Linked DNA regions of Gossypium hirsutum: regions 2 and 3 are each linked to region 1. Evidence: chromatin contacts called from public Hi-C data. All regions are on one chromosome and are shown on one strand. The core of a region is the stretch at or near the end of the contact, and the rest is flanking DNA. Distances in the headings are between cores, read along the strand shown. Region 1 has its middle 44 kb from the start of LOC121218839. Region 2 holds the start of LOC107902049 (NAC domain-containing protein 2-like). Region 3 has its middle 28 kb from the start of LOC107902049.

What was found. Hi-C and Micro-C count contacts between places; a contact is called where the count stands out from the background.
Region 2: a contact with region 1 is called in a Hi-C map of leaf, with 2.4 times the contacts expected there. The contact joins the promoter of LOC107902049 here to the enhancer-like site in region 1. A contact is called at or near these places in 5 of 34 Hi-C or Micro-C datasets (callus and leaf).
Region 3: a Hi-C map of leaf shows a contact between it and region 1, with 1.5 times the contacts expected there. The contact joins two enhancer-like sites. A contact is called at or near these places in 3 of 34 Hi-C or Micro-C datasets (all in leaf).

The regions. Positions count from the first base shown.
Region 1 is chrD06:38,330,615-38,334,938 of Gossypium_hirsutum_v2.1, forward strand. No RefSeq gene overlaps it. Among protein-coding and RNA genes, the nearest start is that of LOC121218839, 44 kb to the right of the region's middle. Within about 2 kb of position 2,012, at least 2 of the 9 cell types and tissues checked have an H3K27ac peak or open chromatin away from gene starts, as enhancers often do. A contact at or near this core is called in leaf, where this site is marked.
Region 2 is chrD06:38,539,505-38,543,828 of Gossypium_hirsutum_v2.1, forward strand. It overlaps LOC107902049 (NAC domain-containing protein 2-like), which reads left to right and starts at 1,727. Exons shown (of 3, transcript NM_001326918.1): 1 at 1,727-2,027; 2 at 2,169-2,437; 3 at 2,927-3,701. The coding sequence starts at 1,781. The coding sequence ends at 3,625.
Region 3 is chrD06:38,511,557-38,515,880 of Gossypium_hirsutum_v2.1, forward strand. No RefSeq gene overlaps it. Among protein-coding and RNA genes, the nearest start is that of LOC107902049, 28 kb to the right of the region's middle. Within about 2 kb of position 2,580, at least 1 of the 9 cell types and tissues checked has an H3K27ac peak or open chromatin away from gene starts, as enhancers often do. A contact at or near this core is called in leaf, where this site is marked.

The DNA.
Region 1 (4,324 bases), core at 762-3,261:
AGAAAAAATTTAAAATTTTAACCCTTTTTTATATATGTTTAGAATTTTTTTTAAAATTTCATAATTTTTTAAAAAATATAAATGTTGAAATTTTTATAAATATTTTGAATTTTAAAAATTATTTTGAATTTTTGAAATTTAATTTAATTTTTTTGTAATTTTTATTGTGAGAGAGACCAATTTGCTTATTTTCAAAGTTGATAGAGACTAAAAGGGTATTTATACCAATTTGTTATTTAAATTATTTAAATTATTCGAGTTATTCGAATTGTGAAATTCAACTCCACTCAAACTGGAAACTGAATCGAGTTATTCGAGTTGACTCAAATAATTTGAATAACTCAATTCGTTTAACTCAAAATTTAATTTTTATTTTTATTTTTTCGAATCGAATTGAATTTTACTCACCCTTAATTTTGACCCAAAAACTAAACGTTTTTTTATTGATTTTGCGGTAAGAAAACACTTTAGATTTTCCAAAGGCAAAGTAGAACGAGCCGAACTCATAATTTGGGCCTGTTGAAACAACATTTTGTTGAGATTACAGATGAACATTTTTTTTGGTACAGAAATATTTTTTTAATTAATTGTAATAAATGCTAACAAAAAATTACACTTCAAATTAAATATTATAAATTATAAGTTTTGATTAAATTTCTCTAAATGTTTTTGTAAACTACACTATTAGACATTAAACTATGAGTAAGTTTTGTTTTGGTCAGTTGATTAAAAAAAGTTACAATTTGGTCACTAAATTATTCGAAAGTTTTTATTTAAGTCACTAGACTGTTAAAATCGATGCTATATGGCTTTCTCTGTTAGCACTGTCTATACCAATCAAAAGCTATCTTTCCCCTTCTCTTCTATAGTTTAATTTATTTTTCTTAAAATAGCTTTTGAATTCACAAATCTGTAAACCAAAATTCAAACAGTTTTTTTTCGATCTTTGACACTAATCATTAGATTGACTTAGATATAAAGTATGTTCCACTACTCATTGATGAGTACTATTCCACTGTACCGGCCGTTGAATTGTTGCTTGAAGCTCACTAGTAGAACTTTTTTTTAATTAATAGCTCAATGACTTAAATGATAACTTTCAAATAGTTTAGTGACTTAAAATGAAAATTTTTAAATAACAGTAGCCAAATTGTAAAACTTTTAATTAAATGACCAAAACAAAAAAATTATCTATAATTTAGTGACTAACAATATAAATTATGATTGCTTACGAATAATAAATTTCAGATACTAAAAGAAATAAAAATATCATTAAACACACTATTTTTTGTGGTCCAAACTCTGTTTTTTGACCTTTCTGATATTGCAACTTTTCACGTGTTTTTATTTTATTATGGATTAATATTTGTTGGTTTGTTTAGATTATTTATTTATCATTTTATTGATAGCCGAATAAAGACGAATGCTATGAGAAACCGAAAGAGCATCCAGAAATTGTGCAGATGCTAAAAGAGAAGGGACATAATAATATATGAATTGATGAGGAATGGAAGTGAGTGCATTTGCATTGTCACTTTGGAGATAAGTCAACGATATATATGATTCACGAGTTACCTTCCACCGTTATTAACTCACAGAGACTGACTCAGTGACTGACAGCTCCCATGATGTACCCTTTATAAACAAAGGCACAAAATAACTGAGTTCAGAGCCCCAACAAAGTTGGTTCATGTCATTAATACAGGTATAGAAGAAGAAATAAATATTTGATGATCATCATGTCAGAGAGTCAAATGAGGGGTCCGCTGACGGTCAAGCCTTTGACTATTGCATTAAAATCCATCGGTGCTGCTGGACCCTCGCCATTGATGCTGATATTACCTGCCAACTCTCTGTGCTTGGCTTTGTCTTTTTATTATGCAATATCTACAATACAATATCTCGCCATCACCATCTTTAACTAACATAAAAGATTGCTTCTCATACCTTACGTAACTGGGACAAGTCTTAGTGACTGTTGGAATTCGATAAGAAGGTTTGACCAATGATCTCTAACCACTGACCAAGTGACCAGCTCCACTTTGATTGCAATTTTTGGGTATTCAAGCAAGGGTTGGACTCGTACCGGTACCTTTCACATTAACTGGCAATTATGATGCTACCAACTTTACCCATCTTTTGCTTTTCATCCACCTCTATATTCTTCAACCATCATAAAAGTGCGTCTGCTTCTTATGATATCATATTCTTTTCTGTTCATTAATTTTATCTTATATATCTTTAGAATAATCATATATTACATGTAGATTTGATATAATTCAGCTTCTCTTTATTCATCTTGTTAACTTTGGTTTTTTTTTTCTAAGTTTAGTAAAGAGCAACTGTAATACATTAATTATTATTTTTAATCAGAGATGGAGCCATAACTTTTAAAACCATGGAAATGTTGGTTTAATAATTAATTCACTTGTAATCATTGGATTGCCGGTGCATCTTGTGGTGCATGGAAAATTATATGGCTCATCACAATTCATGAATTTATGTGTCAGGAATAAATCTGAGTTCAAAAATTTTAGAAAATATACCTTCAATAATTTGAGCATAGAATATTAATGTGTTTTGGTGCAGTGATCCAACCACAATCACAACGTTTTGCTCTGGCCTCTAAAGTATTCACCTAGAAGAAAATAATCGGAAAACTCTCATTGAACTTTTTAGAGAGTTTTGAAAAAAAAAATTCGGGTTTAACTTGAGAGAATGGATCAAGATTTGTCATTCAAATGTCTTTAAATAATAGTCAAATCTACGATAGATTTAAGGGATTAGAATAAAAATGTGATATCTTTTTCATAAAAGATATCAATTTACTTCAACCCTTAAAGTATATCATTGGTCGAAATTAAAATAAATCCCTTAATAATTATAGTAAAAATATACCCATTAAAATTATATGAAATCCATTTCATATTTATTTTAATTGGATCCTCTATGTATGTGCATTAAACATGCATACATATTATGTTTAATATTCAACTCTGTAAAATTAATTATAAGAATATTTCTGTAATTAATTTATCGAGTGTGATAGTTAAATATGATTCCAACTTTCTTTTTAAATCCAATCGTTTCAATCATAGGGTGTGTCCCTTTAGGATCATGGTAATGTTAGCAATGACATTAAAATAATTCCAATTTTACAAACAATGAGTTACATTTAGCAATGGATCAGTACTACCCAAATTACAAAAAGTCATTGTTCATCATAACCTTTCTATGATAATGTCATCGTATGGTATATCCTTTTGTGATATCCAATTTGAACACAAGTCATGGAACAACCACACTTATATGGTACAATCTTTTGTTTCTTAAATCTCTAGTAGCCTAAGATAAACAAATTAGTATGATGTCTCATATTAACTCATTTGAGAACGACCATGCATTTCTAGCCTCTCTTGATCAAGGGGCCTGAGATATCACTCCCATTATGTGGGAGAGAAAAATCCTATCTTGATCATTCACATCCGATTACAAAGATTGTGACATGCCTAATATCAGCCTTTATAGTACAACCATTTACAAAAGATGTTTAACTATGTCAAAGCATACGACTCACGATGTTGCGACTACGTTGATTTTAAGTATAAGGATCATACATACAATTATCAATATGAGAAAGGCTATGGCTATTACTGTAACACCCATAACCCGTTTTCGTTATCAAAGTATGGTTATGGAGTATTACTGTACAAACTAGAACATTTCATAATAAATAGCACCCAATTCTTAGATTAATTTTAACAAATACATATATGATTCAGAATGGAATAAACATACACTTACGGGACTTAATTTGGGCCTACGAGGCCCTAAAAATAGATTAGGAAGAAATAGGGACCAATTCGAAACAAATTAAAACTTTCAGGGAAAAACTAAAAATTTTCACTACAGGGGTCACATGGCCCTGTGATAGAGCGCAGACCGTGTGGCTCCGAAGATGGCCATGTGACTATCCTAAATGCCTGTGTGCGACCTCACACGTCCATGTGCATGGGCCGTGTAACTCTCTAACTTAGGTCACATGGCCGTGTAAACCCTGCACCCAACACGCCTATGTGTTTTACCCGTGTGGAAGAGACAAATTCTATCTTGATCATTCACATCCCATTACAAAGATTGTTGCATGCCCAACTTCAGCCTTTATAATACAACCATTTATAGAAGATGTTTAACTGTGTCAAAGCATACGACTCACAATGTTGGGACTGTGATGATCTCAAGTATAAGGATCATACATACAATTATCAATATGGGAAAGGCTATGACTGTAACAGCATGATTTTTCAATAGTGTGGAAAATAGT
Region 2 (4,324 bases), core at 477-2,976, 210 kb after region 1:
TATTAATTTAAATAAATTAAGATTTCAAATTAGAGATTAAATTTAAAAATGAAAAACACGTGGGACTTAAAAGTTAAAAGTAAAGTAAATCAAGTTAAAATTTAAATAAATCATGCAATAAATTAAAATGGAATTATAAAAAAAATATAATTAATTCTAAAATTAAATAGTAATATCTAAGCCGATTGAATTTTAGCTCGATTGACATGAATATTATTACTAATGTAAGAGCATGTGAAAAGCTAGGTACTATATAACAGATACAAGGATACCTTAGTCATAAAAAAATCATAATATTAGGGTGCTAATATGTCAATCATCAAGCACACCAGTTGTCGAAAAATTAAAGCCTTCACATAAAAAAATCCCTAAAGAGCATGCAGCTTGTAATATGATATAAATTAATATCATATTTAGTACTCAACAATTATATCTTTTATCAATTTGATATTTATTTTTTTTAGTTAAATTTGGCTCTAACCTTTAGAACAAAAGTCATATTTGATCACCAATTGTTCAAAAAGATCAGTTCAATTTCTATTATTAAAAATATAAATACTGACTAAAATGTTAAATTTTCAAACATGACAATCCACGTAGCAATCCACATGTGCTTCATACTAATTTTTGAAAAATTTCAATTTTCATTAAAAATTTATAATTTTTTAAAATTATTTGACAGTGTGACATATAAGATAAATAGTGTCATGTCAACATGAAGCACACGTGGATTAGCACGCAGGTTGTCAAGCCAAATCATTAAAAAAAATTAATGTTTTAGTTAATATTTTTATTAAAAAAAAGGTTAAAAGACTAAAATTAACTAAAATTAACTAAAAAAACTAAAATTATAAAATATATAAATGCTAAATTTGAAAGTATGCTTATTATATATATTAAATCATATCATATAGCTATGCTTTATAAATCTTAGAATCAAATAATAAAGATTAAAGAAGAAAATGAGACGATAAAAAAAATAATGGATCTCAGCCATGTAAATAAATATATAAAAATGAATTAGGGTGAGTTTGGATGCGCGATTTGGTGCGGTGCGGTGCGGTGGGTTTAGTTTACTTTTTGTCTCACGCTACAGTATCGCTACAGTATCTAATCTCACAGCCACAGCTGTTTTTACACTAACCGCAGGTAAACGCACCGCCTATCCAAATTCACCCTTAGTGTAGTGAAATTCATACTTATGATATATTTTAAAACGTAAATAATAGTTGAAAGGTTAAACTGATAAATCCAGTACATTGCGTATTATACTGATATAGTATGTGTGGCAAAGCATTGTTTTGAATCTCCAATTTAATTTTTATAAATGGGCTATAAACATAAACCAATTTAAATTTGAATTTATTTTACTTTAGTAGAAGGGGAATTAAAGAGAAAATAAGGGAAAGAGGAAGAAATGTCCAAGGGCACCGCCAATGGTTGTGGCCACCCTGTCTTCTTAGAGACATGTCATTTTCTCATCTTAAACACCTTTAAGAATACCTCCTCCTATGTAGGCCCTCAATCCTGTGTACATCTTCTTTTCTCTCAAACATAACCTTTTTCACAAATTACAATTTGGTTAGTCGGACAATCTTTAACCCTTTCTCTAGATCTTATCTTTGCCTACCACTCGCTGTTGCGCTCGATCATTCGTACAAAGCTCTCAGGGTATAAAGAGGGCTGCCCTGGCTGAGGCGAGGATATCGACGAGGAAGGAGGAGAACAGCTTATTATGAGTCGTAATATTATTCCTATAGTTTTGTTGGTTAATTAGTTTATGGCAATAGCAAGCATGAGCAACGATAATACCAGTAACGTTGACCTCGACTTCAACAACAGCAACAGCAGCAGCTCCAGCAAAGATGACCATGAACAAGATACGGTGATGCCTGGTTTTCGATTCCATCCTACCGAGGAAGAACTTGTAGAGTTCTACCTTCGCCGTAAGGTAGAGGGCAAGCGCTTCAATGTCGAACTCATTACTTTTCTTGATCTATATCGCTATGACCCTTGGGAACTTCCTGGTATATATAATATATATTTTCTCTGTATTAATCACTACCATACTTCCTACATACATTTATATATATATCGATCGAGCTACAACAATCAATCGCAGTGATTCTTGTTTTGTTTTTGGGTATTTTGATTTTCTGGGGCATCAGCCATGGCAGCAATTGGGGAGAAGGAATGGTTCTTCTACGTGCCTAGAGACAGAAAGTACAGAAACGGAGATCGACCGAATCGTGTCACGACTTCAGGCTACTGGAAGGCAACGGGAGCTGACCGCATGATTCGGGGAGAGAATTCTCGATCTATTGGCCTCAAGAAAACCCTAGTCTTCTACTCCGGGAAAGCCCCCAAAGGCATTCGAAGCAGTTGGATTATGAACGAGTATCGCTTGCCTCACCACGAAACTGAACGCTATCAAAAGGTACCCATCGTCCTTCACCATTGATATCTATATAAAAACCCTTTCGGCCCGGGGTCCTTCCTTCTCCCATTTTGCATGTGGTGCAGTCTCTAACCCTAATTTCTCATTTGGAAAGCAAAAGCTTTCAACTTTGTACTTCTCCTAAAAGTTAACGCTTTTCAACTTCAATTTTGAGTTCCAATGCTTCAATTTTAGTAAGCAGCTGGATATGCAAAAGCAGGAAATGAATAATAGCCAACATGCTAACATCGTAAACAACTTTAATCAGGCCTTGTTGTAATTAACTGATTTCTCAATTAAATATTTTTCTTTTTAATCTTAAAACTGTAAGGAACGTGCATGAACTAATTTAAATTCAATGACCCATACCGTGTACCGACCTCACATGTATTGAATACGAGTTCTAACTAAAAGGAATCCTCAGTGTCGGAACTGTTTCTCTTACCTTGAAATCTCTTTGTCCTTCATCAAATCCTTAATTTATTTCAGGCTGAAATATCGCTTTGCCGCGTGTACAAGAGAGCTGGAGTTGAAGATCACCCCTCACTCCCCCGTTGTCTTCCAACGAGGGCATTGACCTCATCGAGAGGAGTACTGCAGTCAGAAAAGAAATATTCGCAGGCCCAAGATGCAGCTCAACAAGCCATGGAAAGGTTTCAAGGGTTTGGAGGAGGACAATCACAACCACAAATGGAGATTGAAAAGATAAGTGAGACTGATGGGAGCAGTAGTAGTACTTCTGATGTTACAACAGCTCTTGGACTTTCCAAGCAGAATGTGTACCGTCCAACGGCCCTTATAAGAACAACACTTGGGTTACCATCTGGAATAATGGAAGAGGAGGGACTGTTCTTAAATCAGTCTAAGCAAGGCTGCACTTCTTTACTTCCCAATTCCACCGCTCTCTTTCAACTGGGCTCGTCTTCTGTTTCATCAAATGTTGTTGACGATCTTCACAGGCTAGTAAGCTACCAACAAGCTGCAATGAATCCGCTACAATACTACAACACTTACCAACAACAACAACAGCAACCCGAGTTTTCTACGTTGCCCCCTCAATCACAGGCTCAGCAGCTTTCACTCAACGTGCTACCCAGCTCACTTCCACTAACGACTTTCTCGGATCGGTTGTGGGAGTGGAGTCCAATCCCAGAATCAAGTAGGGAGTTCACCAATCCTTTCAAGTAGGCGATGTAGACTGCATCTACATATCTTACACATAGATATGTATAGTATGTTTCTACTGATATCTTTTATGTCTAGTCTGAGTCTCTAATCTTTAATGTCTCTGCTTTTATTTTCACCATCTCACTGGCTAGAACTTGATCAGATATATCCTTCAAGACTAGCATAACTGTATAAGTGTTTGGTTCTCAATTAGGGTTTTGGGTTTCTTTGAGGTTGTTTGATTCCCTTAGTTATTTCTTGCTGGGGTAGTGCAGGCTCCAACTTGAGGAAGGAAGGAATATATATTATCGTCACTTTAGTGGTCATACATAGTCTAGATCTTGAAGATAAATTATGCTTCCAGAATTTAGGTGATGTAACTGAATCATATTAGTAATTTACTCTGAGAAGTCAAAACTAGATTTCTTTAATCTTCAAAACAGTAGAGCCGTGTAGACTATCGACAAGAGAATGATGATTGTATGATTGAATATTCCCAAATATTATTAGAAGAGTATCGCAGAAAATGGTCTGGGGTCGAAGTTGGAATCATCCACAGCTGACAAGCAAACATCAGCAGTGAACACATGAAAAGATCGTCCTATTTTTATGATGCTTTTATTGGTCTTGCATTGTATCTTTTACACTTCACATTCAAGCTAAAAATGAATATGAAAGTCCTATTTTTATGATGCTTTTATTGCTCTTGCATTGTATCTT
Region 3 (4,324 bases), core at 1,330-3,829, 180 kb after region 1:
AAATTCTTTTAGGTAAAATTATGGTTGTGGCCTCACTATTACGTTTATTTAAAATCTTGTATCTACACTTTAATTTGATATAATTTAGTCCCTGTACTTTTAAAATAACATTATTTAGTACAAATTATTCATATCCTTAGCTATTTTGGTCAAATTACTGAGGCAGAATTTATTTCTAACAAATATGCATTCCAACTTATTAGGCATATATATATGTCTTGAAAAAGGTGCTTTAAGAAAAATTTATCTCAACGTTTTAAGATAACAAATGTTTAGGTTAATTAATACTATTATAAAAGTAGATGATCAAATTATGTGAAATTAAAATATAAAGATTAAATTTCAAATGTGATCATAGTACGGGATCAAAATTGAAAATCTAACACTATCTCAATAAGGGAAAAAAATGCATTGAAACGAGTCATGTAGAAAGTATAGTGTAGATTTTTTTTTTTTAGTATGTCATTTCTTTAGGAAACTGTAATTTGTAAAATTAGTTTCACATTTTTAAATAGGCTGGTTAATGAGAATCAGCAAAATATTCTTACAGCTAGATTATTCAAGCTATCCTGCACCACTCTAGGGACCGTAATGAGTTCTTGCAGGCTGAGTTCAACAGGTGCTGCAATTTTGGTTAATAAGTCCGCGACTTGATTCCTCTCTTTATAAATATGAGAGAAGCTAATCTCGCAATTCTTCCGAGCCATTCTACAGCTGCTGCACTGCTTCTATGAATAGAAGCTTGAATCTCTTTAACAACGTTCCAATTATTAGTCTCCACACTTACAAACTTAAATCTTGCTGCCATACCAATTTCAAACCTTCAAAATCAGCCCATTACTTCGCAGTGAACATCGAACAGAGGTAATGCATTTGTTGAACCCTTAAAGCCAATGAGCTCGATTGCCCTTCACAACTCAATATGTGGAATTCTGAAGGAAATTCGAAAACAAGTTCTATAAATGAAGTTGTAAATAATTGTTTTGAGTTGTAGAAAAGCAAATTTTGAGAGACTGATTGAGACCAAGAGATTTCGACATAAAGGGACCAAATTGTAAATTGGGAAATTTTAAAGGATTATAATTTAATTTAATCAAATTGATGATGATTGTTAGACATGAGGAACACACAGGGAATGAACTAATACGAATGAAGTCACTTTGGGAACTAATTGTAAATTTGTAAACTATGAGGACCTAAAGTGTAAATTTCCCAATATGAAGAAATTAGTTAGAAAGTATTAATGAAGTTTCATACGATCATAATAGTGAGTTACTATAAAGAAAAAAGAATTTTAAGACTACATTGAATGAAAATGAGAGTTTGAGGATTTAATCGTAAATTTCTCATTTTATTGAGAAAAGTCCCAATTGTGAATTTATGCATGGAATATTCACGGTTATGAATGAAGTATAAAGTATTTTAAATAGAATATAGTAAAATGATGAGAAAAAAGAGAGTAAAGTGCAAATTTACCACAATGTGGCAATTTGGTCATTCACCATAAAATCTATATTATAAATATTATATATGGATATATTAAATTATTTGAAATAAATAGGAGCCATTGGACGCGATCATTTAGACTAGAAATTTCAATGAAAAACAAAATCAAAATCAAGAAAACCTAGAATTTATAAAGTCGAGGGAGAGAAATCTTGAGCTTACAAAACTCGCAATAGTTAGTTCTCCGGCTGAGTTACTTTCTAGGTTTTCACCAGCTTGAAAATTGAATTCATTTTTCGATACGTGTTCTGGGTGTTTGTCATTGGTTGAGGGAGTTTTTATTGTGAATTTTAAGAAATTTTAAATTAAAAATATACATAATTATGTATTTTGAATTTTAGAATATTTTGGAATATATTTTTTTAAGTTTTTACAATTTTTTAAAGAAAGTTTGAATTATTTAAAAAAAATTATATTCTTTTTTACAATTTTCAAATAATGATATCTTAATTATAATGTGTCACAATTTTATAATATAAAAAATAACAATATTAAAAAATATCATAATAATAGATGGGAAAAAAACTAATTTAACATTAATAATCACATCGAAATCAAACACCTAAATTTTAAAATTACATAAAAGTTAAAATCGGGAAACCTATATCTATAAAAAAAATTTCAGTGAAAATTTTCATATGATATTATCATTACCCCTCCCTTAGGGAGGTGCCGTTCCGTTTAAAAAAAATTGAAATTATTGTTTTTATTATAAATTATCATATATATATTTTTATATTAAAAAGTTTAAAGTGATCTCATAGTTTCTTCCTAACTTATAAATAAAAGAATAATAATTTTCATCATACTTGAACTCATGTCTTTTTATATTAACAAAATGTTTACGTCAATCAAGTTAAGATTTAATCGATAACTTTTTTAATTTTAAGTAGTAGTTAAATTAAAATTTTAAATTTATTTATTTTAAATATTATATATTAATTATTTTTATACAATATATTAATTACATGAAAAAAATTGTTTAACGAAAAAAAAAGTAGAAATATAAGGAAGAATGAGAGAGAGAGAGAGAGAAGAAGTGGGGGCGGTAGTTATCAGCAACAGCAGTGGTCACGGGTTTCTCTTGACCGAGCACCCCACAAAACCTCAATTTGCATATCCCCCACCTATTCTTATTTATTAATTCCTTTCTCTTTCTATCTCTATTTCTTTCAATTCAAGCCCCCATATTGCCACCTCCCTACCAATTATTTTTTCTAAACTTACAATATTCTACGTACTTTTGATTTTCTTTTTATTTTATAACGAAAGGTTATTTATTTAATTAGTGAAATTCATTTATAACTAATAATTTAATTAAATGCATGTTACATTGATTTCGTAGTTCAAGTATGCTAATTAGTTATATATACAAGGGTTTTTTCTTTTGAAATTTTAATTATTTGTACTAGATTATTGCACATCTGTGATGGGAGATGTAATATATATAATCAAATGATAGTTAAGTTAAAGTTTTAAACATCATGTTATTTTAAGTTTAAATTTAACTATAATAATATTTATAAAATATAAAAAAATGCATTTGGATTAATATTTTTTACTTTATAAAAAAATAGACTTTAATTGTTTCTCAATTAAATTAGTGTTTAATTAACTCATGACACCAATTTTATATATGTATATATATGCATACAATATATTAAAATTATGTTACACCCATAATGTTTGTGGAAGAAAATAAATTATAAAAGGTAATATATATCACATTTTTGGTTTAAACATTGATATTATATTTTGAAATATATTATTTTGAAGATTTTACATGCATAAATATTCTTATAGTAATTATTTATTTTTAAAAAAAGATAATAATTATTTTTTAATTTATTTCATTCTAACTTGGTAAAAATAACTTAGTAGAAAACTTCATAGTAAAGATAAGAGATTTAAATAGTGTAATAAAGACAACCATCCATATATTGCGTTTGTATTCTATAATTATTAGGGTGTTCAAACAGTTAATTAAATTGAATTATTATTAATTAAGTTAACTAAAATTTTTAATTCTTTAATCGTTAATCGAATTTAATTTCGGTTAACCGAAATTTATATGTTTTGATATTTTTGGTTAAAACAAGTATAAAACATATCAAAAAATAAATTGATAATGTTCATTTGACCGAATTAATCGAATTAACTTAATTAAAACTACATATAATTTGTATTATTAATTGTTAAGTTCGGTTAATTACCCGATTTCGAACCGAAATAATCGATAACTAAACTTCCAACAAAATTATTAACAGATCTCCGACCAAATTAGATCAATTAACTAACTGAGTAACCGAATTAGATCAGTTTAATTGATTAGTTCAATTTTAACCAAAATTTAAACATCTAAATTATACAAAGATATTAATTACGATAATCCCAAATAATATATTCATCAGAGTTACGAAAGAAACGTTGAGAAAGAGAGATTAAAGTGAAGGAAGAATTTGAGGGTATTTTGATTAAGATATATAATTTTGCTGGGATGCAAAGGACTAGAACGTTGACCAAGAACATGAAGAAGTGAAGAGTCTTTAAATTTCTTTGCATTATTTGATTCCAATATTTTAATGATATGATGAGATCGTTGAGATTTCATTCTAAAAACGTATTTAATATGAATTTGGGGATTTGGTAGAGGAGGTTTGAATTATTCATCTACATGTTTTTGAGACATTTCCATATTTCATTTCCCATTATCCCTTCTAAATTATTATTGATGTACATTAATTTAAATGTTTGGTGTTCGAAAAGCTATATTAATTGAATTTGGATATAATTATTTGTAATTACATAAATATAATAT